Linked DNA regions of Mus musculus: all the other regions are linked to region 5. A link is a contact called in public HiChIP or PLAC-seq and promoter capture Hi-C data. All regions are on one chromosome and are shown on one strand. The core of a region is the stretch at or near the end of the contact, and the rest is flanking DNA. Distances in the headings are between cores, read along the strand shown.

The links. Promoter capture Hi-C pulls out the DNA fragments that hold promoters and counts their contacts. HiChIP or PLAC-seq counts read pairs in DNA pulled down with a chosen protein or histone mark.
Region 1: a promoter capture Hi-C map of hippocampal neurons shows a contact between it and region 5, with 9 times the contacts expected there. The contact joins the promoter of D030068K23Rik here to the promoter of Psmd7 in region 5. A contact is called at or near these places in 9 of 39 promoter capture datasets (the 3T3-L1 cell line, cranial neural crest, frontonasal cranial neural crest and 5 more), 1 of 484 Hi-C or Micro-C datasets (pancreatic cancer cells), 1 of 115 datasets of contacts at active chromatin or transcription factors (embryonic hindbrain) and 1 of 9 other capture datasets (embryonic stem cells).
Region 2: a promoter capture Hi-C map of pre-B cells shows a contact between it and region 5, with 2.9 times the contacts expected there. The contact joins the promoter of Zfp90 here to the promoter of Psmd7 in region 5. A contact is called at or near these places in 3 of 39 promoter capture datasets (liver and pre-B cells).
Region 3: a promoter capture Hi-C map of liver shows a contact between it and region 5, with 2.8 times the contacts expected there. The contact joins the enhancer-like site here to the promoter of Psmd7 in region 5. A contact is called at or near these places in 11 of 39 promoter capture datasets (the 3T3-L1 cell line, 3T3-L1-derived adipocytes, the HPC-7 cell line and 7 more), 2 of 484 Hi-C or Micro-C datasets (nephron progenitors and uterus), 5 of 115 datasets of contacts at active chromatin or transcription factors (differentiating embryonic stem cells, embryonic hindbrain, embryonic midbrain and 2 more) and 1 of 9 other capture datasets (adipose tissue).
Region 4: a contact with region 5 is called in an H3K27ac HiChIP or PLAC-seq map of embryonic stem cells, with 3 times the contacts expected there. The contact joins the enhancer-like site here to the promoter of Psmd7 in region 5. A contact is called at or near these places in 9 of 39 promoter capture datasets (the 3T3-L1 cell line, the HPC-7 cell line, cranial neural crest and 4 more) and 7 of 115 datasets of contacts at active chromatin or transcription factors (embryonic hindbrain, embryonic stem cells and epiblast stem cells).

What each region holds. Positions count from the first base shown.
Region 1 is chr8:109,073,930-109,076,629 of GRCm38.p6, forward strand. D030068K23Rik (RIKEN cDNA D030068K23 gene) reads left to right here and starts at 1,293. Exons shown (of 10, transcript NR_126329.1): 1 at 1,293-1,439; 2 at 1,545-1,815.
Region 2 is chr8:106,413,935-106,416,634 of GRCm38.p6, forward strand. Zfp90 (zinc finger protein 90) reads left to right here and starts at 1,393. Exons shown (of 4, transcript NM_011764.4): 1 at 1,393-1,836. The coding sequence starts at 1,804.
Region 3 is chr8:108,909,806-108,912,505 of GRCm38.p6, forward strand. The region is part of intron 4 of Zfhx3 (zinc finger homeobox 3); the gene reads left to right. Among named protein-coding and RNA genes, the nearest start is that of Mir3108, 26 kb to the right of the region's middle. Within about 2 kb of position 1,321, at least 53 of the 459 cell types and tissues checked have an H3K27ac peak or open chromatin away from gene starts, as enhancers often do. A contact at or near this core is called in adipose tissue, liver and uterus, where this site is marked.
Region 4 is chr8:108,728,459-108,731,301 of GRCm38.p6, forward strand. All of the region lies in intron 1 of Zfhx3 (zinc finger homeobox 3), which reads left to right. Among named protein-coding and RNA genes, the nearest start is that of Zfhx3, 15 kb to the left of the region's middle. Within about 2 kb of position 1,558, at least 38 of the 459 cell types and tissues checked have an H3K27ac peak or open chromatin away from gene starts, as enhancers often do. A contact at or near this core is called in the HPC-7 cell line, embryonic stem cells, epiblast stem cells and 1 more, where this site is marked.
Region 5 is chr8:107,587,231-107,589,930 of GRCm38.p6, forward strand. It overlaps Psmd7 (proteasome (prosome, macropain) 26S subunit, non-ATPase, 7), which reads right to left and starts at 1,252. Exons shown (of 7, transcript NM_010817.2): 1 at 1,049-1,252. The coding sequence starts at 1,122.

The sequences.
Region 1 (2,700 bases), core at 43-2,542, 1.5 Mb after region 5:
GACATTTCATAATCTCCTGCCTATTTATCAAATCGCATCACATTATACAGCTCTAATAATGCAGGTGTCCTGTGTTTTAAGTGCCTCTCCTTAAGAATGTATTACTCAGTTCATTAATGTTTCATCCCTAAGCATTGTAACATACTTAATTTTTTATTTTGTGAAATTTCAAGTCTTCAGGTTGAGAGGAAATTATTCAATGTCATCTAAGCTATTTCTGAAAGTGCTTGTCAGCAAAGAGTTTTGAAGAATTTTTGGAAAGGAGTTGTGAGAAACTTAAAGACATAAATCTAACGTTTTCTTGAACACATCCTTCCATTTTAAATTTGGAGCAGAAATTCTTCTGGAGAAGAATTAAGTGGAGCACACAGTTTCTCTTAGCTTTCTGGATGACAAGAAATTAACAGTGACTTTCATGATTTGTTTCAGGATGTTCTTTTAAAACCAAGATTTTATTGCAACAGCACAAAGTGTCTGTCTCTCAAACGCTTCTGGAAAACCCCATCACTTTAAAAAAAAGTTTCCTTTCTTTCGTATAAGTGATAAACTTGATAGACAATTAACTACCTGATAATATTCACCTGAAACAGAGGAGAACCGGGGAGACTCAGCTGAATCGGTTTGATTCTGGAAATGGTTTGGCTCAAACCACCAGTAGATCTTTCCATTAGAGACAAAAAAAAAAAAAAAAAAAATTAAGCCCCAGAACCTTTGAGTGTTACAGAAAATATAAACAATCTAACTCTTTGTCCCTTAGTCAGACAGAATTCTGGGATTAGAAAGAACTGCAATTTAGTGGGGCCTGGTGGCCCTCGTCGTTGAGGAGTCTCAAGTAGTTGGAGAAAACCTCATGTCTCTGGAACGCAGATGGCACCCGATATTTAATGGCAGAAAAATGGACTGCAGCTAAACAGCAAAAATAAACATTGTTCCGTAAGCTACGGGAAGTTCACAGATTCATCCGTTCTTTCAAGTTTGTGTGTTTGACAAAGTGGATCACTGACTTTCGTAACCTTCTATAAAGGTATATGGCCATATGCTTACCTTAGGGAAACCCTTCGCAGAGTCTTACTACACAGGTAACTAGTCTGGTGAGAGAGGAGAAAGGAGGCGAACTCCTGCTGTTCCTAGCTCAGTCTCAGGGTTACCTTCAAGACCCCAGAGGCCAAAGGCTAGAAACTTAGTTCATCACCAGCCAGCCAGAAATCAACTCAATAGGCCCGCCCACCTTAGCCACGCCCCCCACGTCTGGCCCAAGCTGAGCTTCCATTGGCTCATCTGTCTTTCACTCCAGAGCGTCCGGGACAAGCGCTCTGTTTTGAATCTTTGGCATCTTCAGGGATGGATGGAATCCTACAACTGAGGGAGACTGCGGTCTTGGGCGTGAGCAAGTGAGGAAAAGCGTGCTGGAGCGACCAGCAGCAAACCTCCTCAGAGAGGTGACGCCAGCTTCTTGGTTTTCACCTTAGGTCTGTTCCTCCAAGCCGGGGTGCCTTTCCCTCATTTACGCTCCTGAGGGATGCTCTGCTTGTAACCTTCCGCAGGGTTCCCGCGCGCGCTCCACACCTTTCCCAGTTGTGGTTTACACCCCACTGACTTCTCTCATCACATCCGTGTCTCCATCACCATCAGATACTTTTCTCAGTGCGTCTGAAAATGATGGGAAAGGCTCTCAAGCAGCCTAACGAGCACACTACCACCAGCACCCTTCACAAACTGAGCCCAGAACTTTCTTGAAGAAAGGATGCTGCTGGTCTCCCAGACCTTCCTGCTCAAAACCATAAGTTGGAAACACTCTGCAACGTGCTGCAAAATGTAAGTTAATCCTTTGAAAACGCAATTATTTTGTTCTTGGGCAAACCCTAGTGATACATAAGTCTATTTGGGTTATGAAGACTTAGAATTTGGAAAGACTAAATATCTCTTGGAAACCGCCTCTGATCCTTGACCTGATGCATAAAATTAGTGACTTATTGGAACCTCACTACTAACCTGTAGCTTCTCAGTGTATTATTACGCCCCTCCCCCAACCTAAATATTTAATTTCCCTTGAAATCAGGAGATTTGAGATATATCATTAAGAGCTCTCATCAGATTCCCTCCTTGGGGATCCCCAATTTGATTATTCAATGTGAGTACCTAAACAGATTCTTAAATATTATTTTTGTAAGTGGAGGAGATCACAGTCCCCCTTACAAACCAGGAAAAAAAAAAGGTGGAGGTTTTCTTGAGAATATGGCACATACAAAGAAAACGTGTCACTTTTAAAAGTTGACTCATCTGTAACTATACTCATCTGTAAACTATGGATTCCCTAGGGCTCTAAAAATATTATTGTATATATATTTTAAGTAGAAATAATTAAGCACAAAACCCAACTAGATGCTTTTCTTTTATAAAATGGCTGCTGCTTTATGCATGTTGGGAAAAATGGCTTCCTTTTTTTTTTAATTGGCTTTAAAATTGTTTTGTTGCCATTTATAAGTAAAGTTCTGTTGGTATTTACTGTCACAGTATTTAGTTTATTATCTAGGACTGCTTCTGCACCTGACAGACACCATCTTAGCCTTTACAGAAAAAGATCTGATAATTCCTGGACCAGGACATCCTTTGGCACTGAATTGATAATGTCACTCCCCCCACAAACATCCCCCCATCTAGTTTTTATGTATGTGCCTCTGTTTTTAAGCTTTCTAGTTT
Region 2 (2,700 bases), core at 143-2,642, 1.2 Mb before region 5:
GTGCCGAGCCTTACCCTAGCCTGTGTTTTGTGCTTCTTACTGAAAGTTCTGCCTTAGGAATCCTTCTAGGGTCTCTTAAACTTCTGTTTTGTGCGTATCTGTCTGCTACTGTTGTCTAGTGTGGAAAGTATTTGCAGAGTTTCCAAGGGGTTTGTTGTTATTTATACTTTCTCCGCCCCCGCATCCCAGCAAAAATCCACAGAACACTGTGATAAAAAGACAAATAGTAACAGGTGTGGGTAGGAATGTTGAAATCTATATGCTGTTAGTTTAAAAAAAAAAAAGATGGAAGTGATACAGCCTCTTTAGAAAACATTCACAGTTCCTTCAAATGCTAAACATGGTGCTACCAAATCTCTATAATTCAACTTCTCTGTATCTACCCCAGATCAATGAAACTGCACCCCCATAAACGTGTGTACACACATATCCTCTGTAATGTTGCTTTGAAGATAAAAGCATAAAATCTCACAGTGTGAACAACGCAGACGCTACCAACTGATGAATGAATGTGGTACACTCGGGCAATCAGATCTTTCATTCAGCATTAAAAAAGAATGGGATAGAGACTCCTGTGATGTGAATGAACTCAGAACCACTGTAATAACTGAAAGAAGCCAATCATAAAACTTCATATTGCCTGATCTTATGAGATACCCAGAAGAGACAGATTTGTCACAAAGACAGCACAGGTCAGTGGTTGCCCGGGATCGAGAGGAGGTGGGTTAGGACGAGGGGACGGTTATTAATGTACATGATTTTTTTTCTTTTGTGGCTAATTAAAATGTTCAAAGAGGAGACTACAACGATGGTTGTGCAACTCTTTTTATGTACTAAAGTCTATTGAATTATACACTTTAGTCATTCGTGCATGCATTGTTTATTTATTTTGGCTTGTAAGACCAGGTCTCTTGTAGCCCAGGCTGGTCTTGAACCACAGTTTAGGATAACCTTGAACTCCCGATCCTTAGCCACTTGTGTGCTAAGAGAATTGAGAATTGAGTCTACAGAGTGAGTTTCTGGACATCCTGAGCTACACAGAGGGAGAAAGAGGGAGGGGGGAGGGAAAGGGAACGGGATGGGAGGTGGAGGAGAAGGAGAAAAGAAAAGAAGGAGCGGTGAGAATTTCTAGAAGCTCCAACACACACACACACACACACACACACACACACACACACACACACACACACACGACAAAAACTTTGAACCTTTCCAGCAGCTCCAGAAAACACACATACCAAAGAAAAACTTTGAACCTAACCTGCCCGCCTTCTTGTGCTCTTACTGCAGCCCCCCACTAGGAGGCAGGACCTCTGCAGGGCGGGCACGCGAGGATAGCTGGGAATCGTAGTTTCTGCACCCGTGGATGGGCAGGCGCGAGGATCATTGTGCGCAGTCGCACTCGTGGCTCTGCGCCCGCCGCTGTGGCCATTGTCCGACCCTGTTGTTGCAGAGCAGTACTGCCGGGAACAAGAAACTGCAGCGGGCGCTAGAGGGGCGGACCTGAGGTCGCGGATTCCGAAGCCCCGGAGGCAGATTCCGAGTGCAGTGGGTAGGAGGCTGTCCTCCGGGCCTCGCCGACCATCCTGCGGACGGACTGGGCGTGGCCGGAGGAACTGTCCCGAAGCTGTGGGGCCTTTCATTTGGCCTTGGGAAGAGCAGCAGGAGAAGGCGGGGCTCCTCCCCACGTTTCGGCCGAAGTGGCTGCAGAGCTGAAGGGGTGGGGCCTCGGGGTAGCCCGGTGAGTGGATCCTGTCCTCTCTCCTCAGCCCTGGACCATAGCCAGCACACACTGAGGCAGGAATGGCCCCGAGACCTCCGACGGCCAAGCCCCAGGTGAGCCGAGCCTTCCCCCACCGCCCGGAGCATCCCACCCTGAGAGGCCCCCGGAGTCTGTATGGAACAGTTATTGGTATAGGTATAGAGAGTCTTAGTTTGGATCGCTTTGAGTCTCCTCCTCTGGAGAAAACCCCTCCCAAAGTGCCCAGCCCTGGGCAGAGCAGGATTTCTGAAAGGATGGAGTTAAAGAGGAGACTAGGGAAGTGCGATCTTGTGAGAGGAAGTGTTCTGGGGGTGTCAGCACTGAGACTTTATTGCAGTGTGCACTTCTTAGAACTCTTCAGTGAGGAATGGAGGATAGAGGGACAAAATAGAAAAGCCCCCTGCTTCCCATCCAAAGGCCATAAAGAGATAGTAGGGGGGCAGAAGAGACCTATTAGAATAAGAGGCCGGTGAAGGTTGGGCGCTGAGTCGGAGACCACCATTACAGCCAAACCTGGTCAGACAAGCTCCAGCTTTTCTTGCCCCCCCCCCCGCCCCACTCGTTTTATTTTCCTTTCTTTCTTTCCCCATTAACAAATGTATAATAGTGCGCACCCTCCATAGCCCCGGCTTCAGGTTAATTAGTAAGAGACAGATTTATCAACCCACTTTTTAGTTGTAGCAAAAGGGGCATTTTCTGGACATAAGCTCTGAGGCTGTCCGTTTTACTTTGATGAGAACATAATCTGAACTCTCTTTGGAGTTGAAGGTAAGAACTAGGACTATAGCTCAGTGGTAGATCACTTGCCTAGTATGTGTGAGGTCCTAGGTTCAATTCCCAGCACCTCCTGGAAAATGATAAGGATGGGCTGGAGAGATGGCGCTCCAGTTAAGAGCACACACTGTAAGCTTTTACACGCTGCTCTTGCAGAATTAGTT
Region 3 (2,700 bases), core at 71-2,570, 1.3 Mb after region 5:
GTATGTATGTATGTATGTGTATATATATGCATGTATATGTGTGTGTGTATGTATGTGTGTATGCATGTATGTGTGTATGTATGTATGTGTATATATGCATGTATATATATGTGTGTATGTATGTGTGTGTATGTATGTATGTGTGTGTATGTATGTATGTATGTGTGTATGTATGTGTATATATATGCATGTATATATGTGTGTGTATGTATGTGTGTGTATGTATGTATGTATGTGTGTATGTATGTATGTGTATATATGCATGTATATATATGTGTGTGTATGTATGTGTGTGTATGTATGTATCTATGTGTGTGTATGTATGTGTGTATGTGTGTGTATGTATGTATGTGTGTGTATGTATGTATCTATGTGTGTGTATGTATGTGTGTATATATGTGTGTATGTATGTATGTGTGTATGTATGTATCTATGTGTGTGTATGTATGTGTGTATGTATGTATGTGTGTGTGTATGTATGTATGTGTATGTATGTATGTGTGTATGTATGTATGTATGTGTGTATGTATGTATGTGTGTATGTATGTATGTATGTGTGTGTATGTATGTATGTGTGTATGTATGTATGTGTGTGTGTATGTATGTATGTGTATATATGCATGTATATATGTGTGTGTGTGTATGTATGTATGTATGTATGTGTGTAATCCCAACTCGAGTGCAGTGGAAGCATTGGGCTGAATGATTAACAGCAAATCTGAGGCCAGTCTGAGACTTGGGTCAAAAAAAGAAAATTTCCCCTTCTCAGTTTGGCATGAAAACACATAAGATTAAGAGGAGTTACCCTAACTCGAAGGTCAGGGTTGGGCACCACCTCCGAGGTGGGTCCCAGCAAGGTTTTAGAGGCCCCTCCCCTGGTACCTTTTCCAAACCCAGAATTGTATGGGGTGGTCTGGGCTTTGCTGCCTGCCGCTGAGAACCGGGGCTGGGGTGGAGGCGACCTCCTTGCCCACGTCTGTCACAGCCTTGAGGAAGGGTCCCCGCCGTGCCCTGGTTAGGATGGTGAAGTATCATTTCTTGACTGCTCCGAGGGAAAACCGGTTGCAAACTGTCCACTTGAGCTTTGAGGGTGTCATGGCTGCCGTGAGTGTTGGCTGGAGGGAGAGCAACCTGTTCCCCTGAGCCAAGGACAGAATTTTCCAGATAAAACCCACAGCTGACCCACGTCTTCGGCCGTTCTGTCGACTGTCTGTAGTGGACCTTACAGAAAGCAGAACAGAAACTTGGCTCCTGGGGTGACCCCGGCCAGTTTCCGCCGCCAGCCACACAGGGCCAGAATGTGCAATTCGTGATATGCAGTGAGGAAAGCTGTCTCTTCATCCTATGCTCTGTCAGCTGAGATTATCCAACGCATAGCCCCAGGGAGGACTGTGACTAGCAAGCAGCCCCAGCTCAATGGCCAGGCTCTGGCTGGCATGGCCACCACACCTGTGAGGGGCCAGGGCACCAATGCTTCCTTCCCTGTGGGTTGCCCAAGCCTGGGCTTTGGTGAGAAAGCTTGCGTGACATTTCTGGGACCAGTAAAGACACACACTGTCTGCCAAGCCTCACAACCCCGAGCTGTCCAGACAGATTTGCAGTCTGCATCCCTCTTTTTTTCTTTTTTCTTTTTTTTTTTTCTTTTTCTTTTTTTAAAACTCATTTCTCTACCGTTATTGGTATTCAACTCTCACGGTTTTCCGGTTACAGTCAGCCTCGGCTTTCATCCATTTTAAAGAGCCTTTACCCCCTCTTGCTGTTGATGATGATGGTTTAAAGACAGATGGTGTAACTGCTTATGAATGTTCTATTTTATTTCCTCCGGACTAGACCATTCTCTCCGAGACATATATTGTTTCCACGTGCAGCCCAGACTTGCCTGCCTCCTAGCCAGTTGCCCTCTAGGCCTTGCCATGCAGAGGGCGACACCTGTAGGTCACAGATGGAACTGCAGCGGGACTCTCCTATTTGGCTAAATGAGACCTGGGTTTTTTGTTGTTGCTGTTTTAAAAAAAAGAAAAAGGAAAAAAAGAAAAAAAAAAAAAAAAGAAATAGGGGTGAGGTCACTGATCCCCTGTGAAGGAATTGTTCTTCTTTAAGCTCATATATAGTATTCTCTTAGTTTATAAGTCACAGGTGATAGAGCAAAGCCTAGAAACTCAAGAAGAATGGGTTTACTCATCTTGAAGAAAAAAACCAAAATTAATAAAATAATAATAATAACAATAATAATAATTTCCTGAAGTAAAGTAACCTCTTTTAACTTGCCCCCCCCCCCCTTCTTGAAACGTGTTAGCCTTTGCTTCCTGTTTGCATGGAGTAAGGAAGCAAGACAACACTCAGGCAGGCCCAGAGCGAAGGTTCTGGGACGAGTACCACAGCCCCTTCTTGCGATTTCCTCACGTATTCCTGCATCCGTAACCCGCCCACACACCTCTGTATCTGCCTCCTAAATAGACTTGCTTAGAAAGCTTCAAGCCATGAGCATCAGTCCCAGGTAATAGCTCCCAACTCTGCTTCGCAGCTGTGGGTGCTGGCCTTGACTTTGGTGGCCCAGTTGGGCATTTAACCTCCCTGTGCTGAGAGACACTTTGGCGCACCGTGTGGGGAACTGTCTCCTGTAAGAGCCAGACCGTTCCCATCTAAGGTGGTCATGGGTGTGTGTGCCAGAGAGATGTGCCCATTGAGCCATTTCTCCGC
Region 4 (2,843 bases), core at 308-2,807, 1.1 Mb after region 5:
GATTTAACGTGAGCCCTTAGGCATGCTAAACAGTTTAAGTCCTTAGAACAGTACAGCCTCCTTCCACCCCCCCCTTTTTTTTAAGACAGAGTCTCAATATTGTAGCTTGGGTCTGGGACTCACTATAGAGTTCAAGGCTGGCCATGAACTCCCAGAGAACCATCAGGTTCTGCCTCAGTGCTGGCACACATCAGGCAACACCCCAGTGGTAGCCGCGGCCTCTTCCTCATCCTACTAGGACATTTTCATTTGATGTGCTTGGGTGTTTTGCTTGCATGTTTGTGTATGTGCACCATGTGTGTGCCCAGTGCTTGCAGAGGCTAGAAAAGGGTGTGTTTGATCCCGTGGAACTGGCATAACAGACCATGGTGAGCTACCATGTTGGTAGTAGGAGTTGAACCCAGGTCCTCTACAAGAGAAGCAAATGCTCTTTGACCGCTGAGCCATCTCTCCAGGCCCCACAATGCAGTTCTTCGTAAGGTAGAGAGCAGTGAGAACTGTCGGTCAGATCTGCTGTGGGGAGCTTGTGTTCTGAGGAGTATGCTTTGCCCAGAGTGGAGTTTGGTGCTTCTGTGTCTACACTGCTGACACCCCCACCCTAGTCCTTAGTGGGTCCCTGTGGTAAGATCCGCGAGGTGTTCCTTGTCCTCATCTGTGAGTGTCAGCTCACTCATCCATTTCCACCACTTGGCCCATCTAAGCCCCCCCTGGGAGGTTGGTGGGCTGTGTGCCTTTGGTAGAGCAAGAAGTGGGTGTTAGTAGGTTGGTGTTTTAAAGTAGGGTGGTATCTAATTCCTTTAACAGGCTGGCCTCCTGGGCAGGCAGGGGAGAGAAAAAAAAAAAAAAAAAAGGAATAAAACCCTGGAGCTGGCCTGTGCTGGGGACAGAGCATCGCAGCTGTCTGACCCCGGGTGAAAAGTTCAAATCTGCATTTAAAAGGAGTGTCATGACCCCCAACCCCTTCTCCTAGTCAAGTTGAAACTGTTCACTAGGATATGAACCAGCTTTGCATTAGGACATCAAATAGATTCAGCTCCCTTGGCCAAGATCTGATGATGCTGGGGGGGGGGGTAGGGGTGGGGAGAGGCTTTTAGTTTTGGGAAGGGGGGAGTCCCTTTTGAGATGGAGTTTTTGAACAGCAATCGTCTTTGAGGACCGGAAAGTAGGGGGGGAATTTCTTCCTAGGTCAGACCCTAAAAGTCCTTAGCAAGTTTCTTCGAGGCTGTTCTGGGCTCTGTAGGATCCTAGGAGGTGGGGAGGGGAAGCACCTGTGCCCCCCCCCTTTGCATGGAGGCGATGGGCAGGATAGGCGGAGGACTTGCCCCCACCCCCCACCCCTTATCCTTTGATGAGAAACTGGAATGTGGTAGGAAGACAGCCATGGTGGCGCTCGCTGCCTTGGGGGCCTGAAAAGCTGACTGGCCCCTTCTGCCCAGAGGGGCCTGCACCGCGCCCGATTTGTATACGTGGACATTAGGTGAAAGTAAACAGTTCCAACCTCTCCGATTTTACCCCCCTAAAGGGGCTGATTGTGAATACAGATGGGTATTAGGCCCCTGTGGTTTCAATGGCTTCCCTCCACCCCCTTCCTGGTGCTAACTAGCAGGTCTTTAACCTGCCCTAGGAGGAGGAAGAGAGAGTCATTTGCAAGCTTGGATACTTCTTTTCCTTTTCTTTTGCTGAGGCCTTCCCCCATCCCCCAACCCCACACTGCAAGGGGAAGTTGCCTGATTTGCTTTCTTGTTTTCTGGAGGAAGAGAAGTTTGCTAGGTCCCAGGTGCACTTGGAACGCTGGAAACTGGGTTAAGGTGACCCTTTAGTTCTGCCAAACGGTAGCACACACCCTAGTTTCCTTCTTTCCCAGTCTGGTTTTGGTTTTTTGTTTGTTTGTCTGTCTGGTTTTGGTGTTTGTTTGTTTGTTTGTTTGTTTTGGAAAGGGACTTGGCCTTTGGAGCCTTCAGAGCACATTATGGAGTAAGACTCATCTTTTCCAGAAGGGGTATCTGTTTGGTTGTTTAACAACACATTTGCCTCCTCTTTAGAAGATCTTAGCCATGCACAAAGTCTCGAGGACTGTGTCAGGCCACACACTTGGCCCAGAGGCTTCTGGGCTGTATTTCTTCTGTCTGGCATCCTTCTAGAACCTGCATGCCTCCCCTCCTGCCGAACTCCACGGCCTATCCTCAGATCCCGGAAGGGTCACCCTTCCTTCCCACCACAGGGCCGTTTTGACCTATGGAGGAAGGAACAGATCATAACCTCCCCCCACCCCCCAAATGTATGATGATTGGGGTTCTGGTTCATGTGTTCGAGGCCTGGGCACTTCTGTTCCTTGTGGTGGCTCTGAGTCCAGTCATGCCATCACAGGGGCATTTTAATTAGCAGTGCCTTAGTCATTAGTGAGTTATTGTTTTTGTCTGGAAATACTTAAGTACTGTTTATTCGATGTCTCAACGAGATGCAAAACAGCAATTAAGCAGAAATTTGTTGTATGAGGCAGGGACCGAAGTGGATCGTCACAAGCCAGTTGTGGTTCCTTCAAACCAAGGAAAATTGCTTTTCCCCTTTGGCCTCCTGATCATTGGAGTGCTCCAGATCCTGTTTCGTCCCTGACCTGCACCCCAGAGTTACTGGGCAGAAGTACTTGGGAACCTCCCTCCAAGTCTCTCTGGCATGGACAGAGTTTAGGTTTGAGTGTTCCTGTTCACATTTCTTCCCTTAAGTTTTTTCTTAGTGACCCGGGGAGTTTCGAAACCCCTTCAGATGAAGATTAACTGTTTGTGATAACTTTTGCATACCCTTCTGTGATGATTTATAGAACCGTGTGCCCTTGTTGGTCTTGC
Region 5 (2,700 bases), core at 2-2,501:
TTGTTTTCTTTAGCCACTAACAAACTGCATATTTGGAAACAACTTAATTCTATGCTAAGGAAACACACAAGCCACAGTGAAAGTAACATTACACCTCTCTAACCCACTAAAACTACTTCAAACAACGAGTTTCCACATGCCAAAGGAAACTTCATCCACGAGTCTTTAAAGCCCCTCCATCTGTTCCTTGATACAACTACCAACAGTGTCTGCACCCCCCCCCCCCATTCTTACCAATTGTTAAAATAAAGCTTAAACAGTGTTCACCCCATCAGGGCCCCTAGTATCCCAGGCATTCCGAACAATACAACTGAATTCAGACTCAAAAGGCTCCGTCTTGAGGTTTTTTTTTTTTTTTTTTTTTTTTGGCTCTGGTTGAGTTAGCTGCACAAAGCCTGCTTCAGACCAGGCACTAGCGCCGACTTGACTGCAAGTAGACTCCCTACTGGACCTTCATATTTGTTAACTCCTCACACTAATTATCTTGTAAAACTTCCGAACACGTGCAACAGGTCTGGCCGGATGAACGGCTGGAGCAGGCAAGGGTGGCAGTGAGCTACCCAAGGGAACTGTAGGCTGGCCCCAATCTGCACCTGCCTCGTTTTTAGAGGAACAAGCCGACACCTTATTCATTCCCATTTTAAAGGTACCATTCGACCAGAATCCCAAATCGAAACTTGGCTATGATCCCTGCCTCATCCAGAAAATCGTTCATCGGGGACTCCGAGACCGGGGTTTCAGTGACAGCTTTTACAGGCACGGGCACACGAGACTGAAGCTCGGTCTTAAACGGCGCCCAGCCGTTCTGGGAAAAGGCGCGGCCTCGGCGGGTAGCATCGTTCCGGCTCCGGGGCCTCGCCAGGCGGGCCAGACTCAGGAGTGGCGGCCTCGGTGGGGGTGCGAGGCTGTCAATGGGTACCGAGCACCGCGGTGTGGAGCCGCTGGGGTCGCTTGTCCCAACCCGTGTCCCCGGCCGCCGCGTTTGTGCCCGGCGCGCCCGTGACTCAGCAGCCCTGCGCCGTGTGGCCGCCACGCGCCACCCGCTCACCGGTTGAAATGATCCACCACACTGAGCAGCACCAGGGGGTGAACCACCACCTTCTGCACCGCCAGCTCCGGCATCGCGACACAGCCCGACCACCGGCCCGGCTCCCTGCAACCCGCAAACACCAGCAACCGCAGCGACACAGGCCGCTCCTCCAGGCCCCAGCACCTCCCCTTCCGGTTTGACCGCCGCTGCACAGTCGACTTCCGCTCCCAGAGCGCTTTGCGCTCGTGCCCGCCCTGTCGCCAGGGGCGCCATCTTGAGAAAGGGAAAGAACCGCCTTGCCTTCTGTGGGACTTAGGCTATTGACGAAGCTTGGCATTGAGCCTTTCCCTAGGTTTTTGTTTTTGTTTTTGTTTTCGTTTTTGTTTTTCCTCAGTTGTTTGCCAGCTCACCATTTCTCCTCCTTGGAAGGTTGTAGAAAAAGGCAGATAAACATAAGTAGTAACAGCGTGTACTTCTACTAATCAAATAATTAACGACATATATTTAACTTTCTTTTTTTTTTTTCAAAGATTTACTTATCTATTATATGTAAGTACACTGTAGCTGTCTTCAGACACACCAGAAGAGGGAGTCAGATCTCGCTACGGATGGTTGTGAGCCACCATGTGGTTGCTGGGATCCGAACTCTGGACCTTCGGAAGAGCAGTCAGGTGCTCCTACCCACTGAGCCATCTCACCAGCCCTTAACTTTCACTTAACACTTTAAGTCAGCACTGTTTCAAAATTTCCCAGAGGAGTTTCATTTGTTTGTTTGTTTGTTTTTGGGTTTTGGTTTTTGTTTTGTTTTGCTTCTTTTTTTTTTTTTTTTTTTTTTTTTGAGACGGTGTTTCTTTATGTAACAGCCCTGGCTGTCCTGGAACTCACGTTGTAGACCTGACTGGCCTCTACCTGCCTCTGTTCCCTGAGTGCTGGAGTTAAAGTCATATGCCATCACACCTGGTTTTTATTTATTTATTTTTAATGTTTTATTTCATTGCTTTTGAAGTTGGGCCTTCTATGACATTGACTAGCATGGAAATTGTTGTATAGTCCAGGGTGGTCCCCTGTCTCTACCTCCTCCTAAGTACAAGGGTGACAGCATATGCGACCACACGTGGTTTAGAGATGCTCTCGGTCTCTAACACCAAGGGCACACTTTGGGTGTATGACTGGATACTTTATCTATAGTTTTTATTTCTGGGAATTTTCCTTAATGCTCACTGTGACATAATGAGTGCAACAACATTCAGGTTTTGTTAATCCCAAAGATTTGGGGAGAAAGGCCACCAACCCAAAACACCATGGCTAAATTAATTAAAATTAATTAATTAAAGCAAGCATTTTTATTTATTCAATTTAATTTAGTTTTTATAGGGGTCCCCAATTTCAATTCAATGCTTGGGTGTAAGTATCTGTCTGTCTAAGTCAACTGCTGGTAGGGCCTCTTAGAGGACAGCCATGCCAGTCTCCCGTCTGTAAGCATATCATAGCTTTAAAACAAGCATTTTTTTATTTGTGTACATGGGCTGTCTCTTCCTAAAAACGGGTGTGTGTGTGTGTGTGTGTGTGTGTGTGTGTGTGTGTGTGTGTGTGGTGGTGCTGGTGCAGGGGATGGTTCAAGAAATCAGCATTGGGCATGAGAAAGACAAGGTTTTTATAGCTCAGAGGTA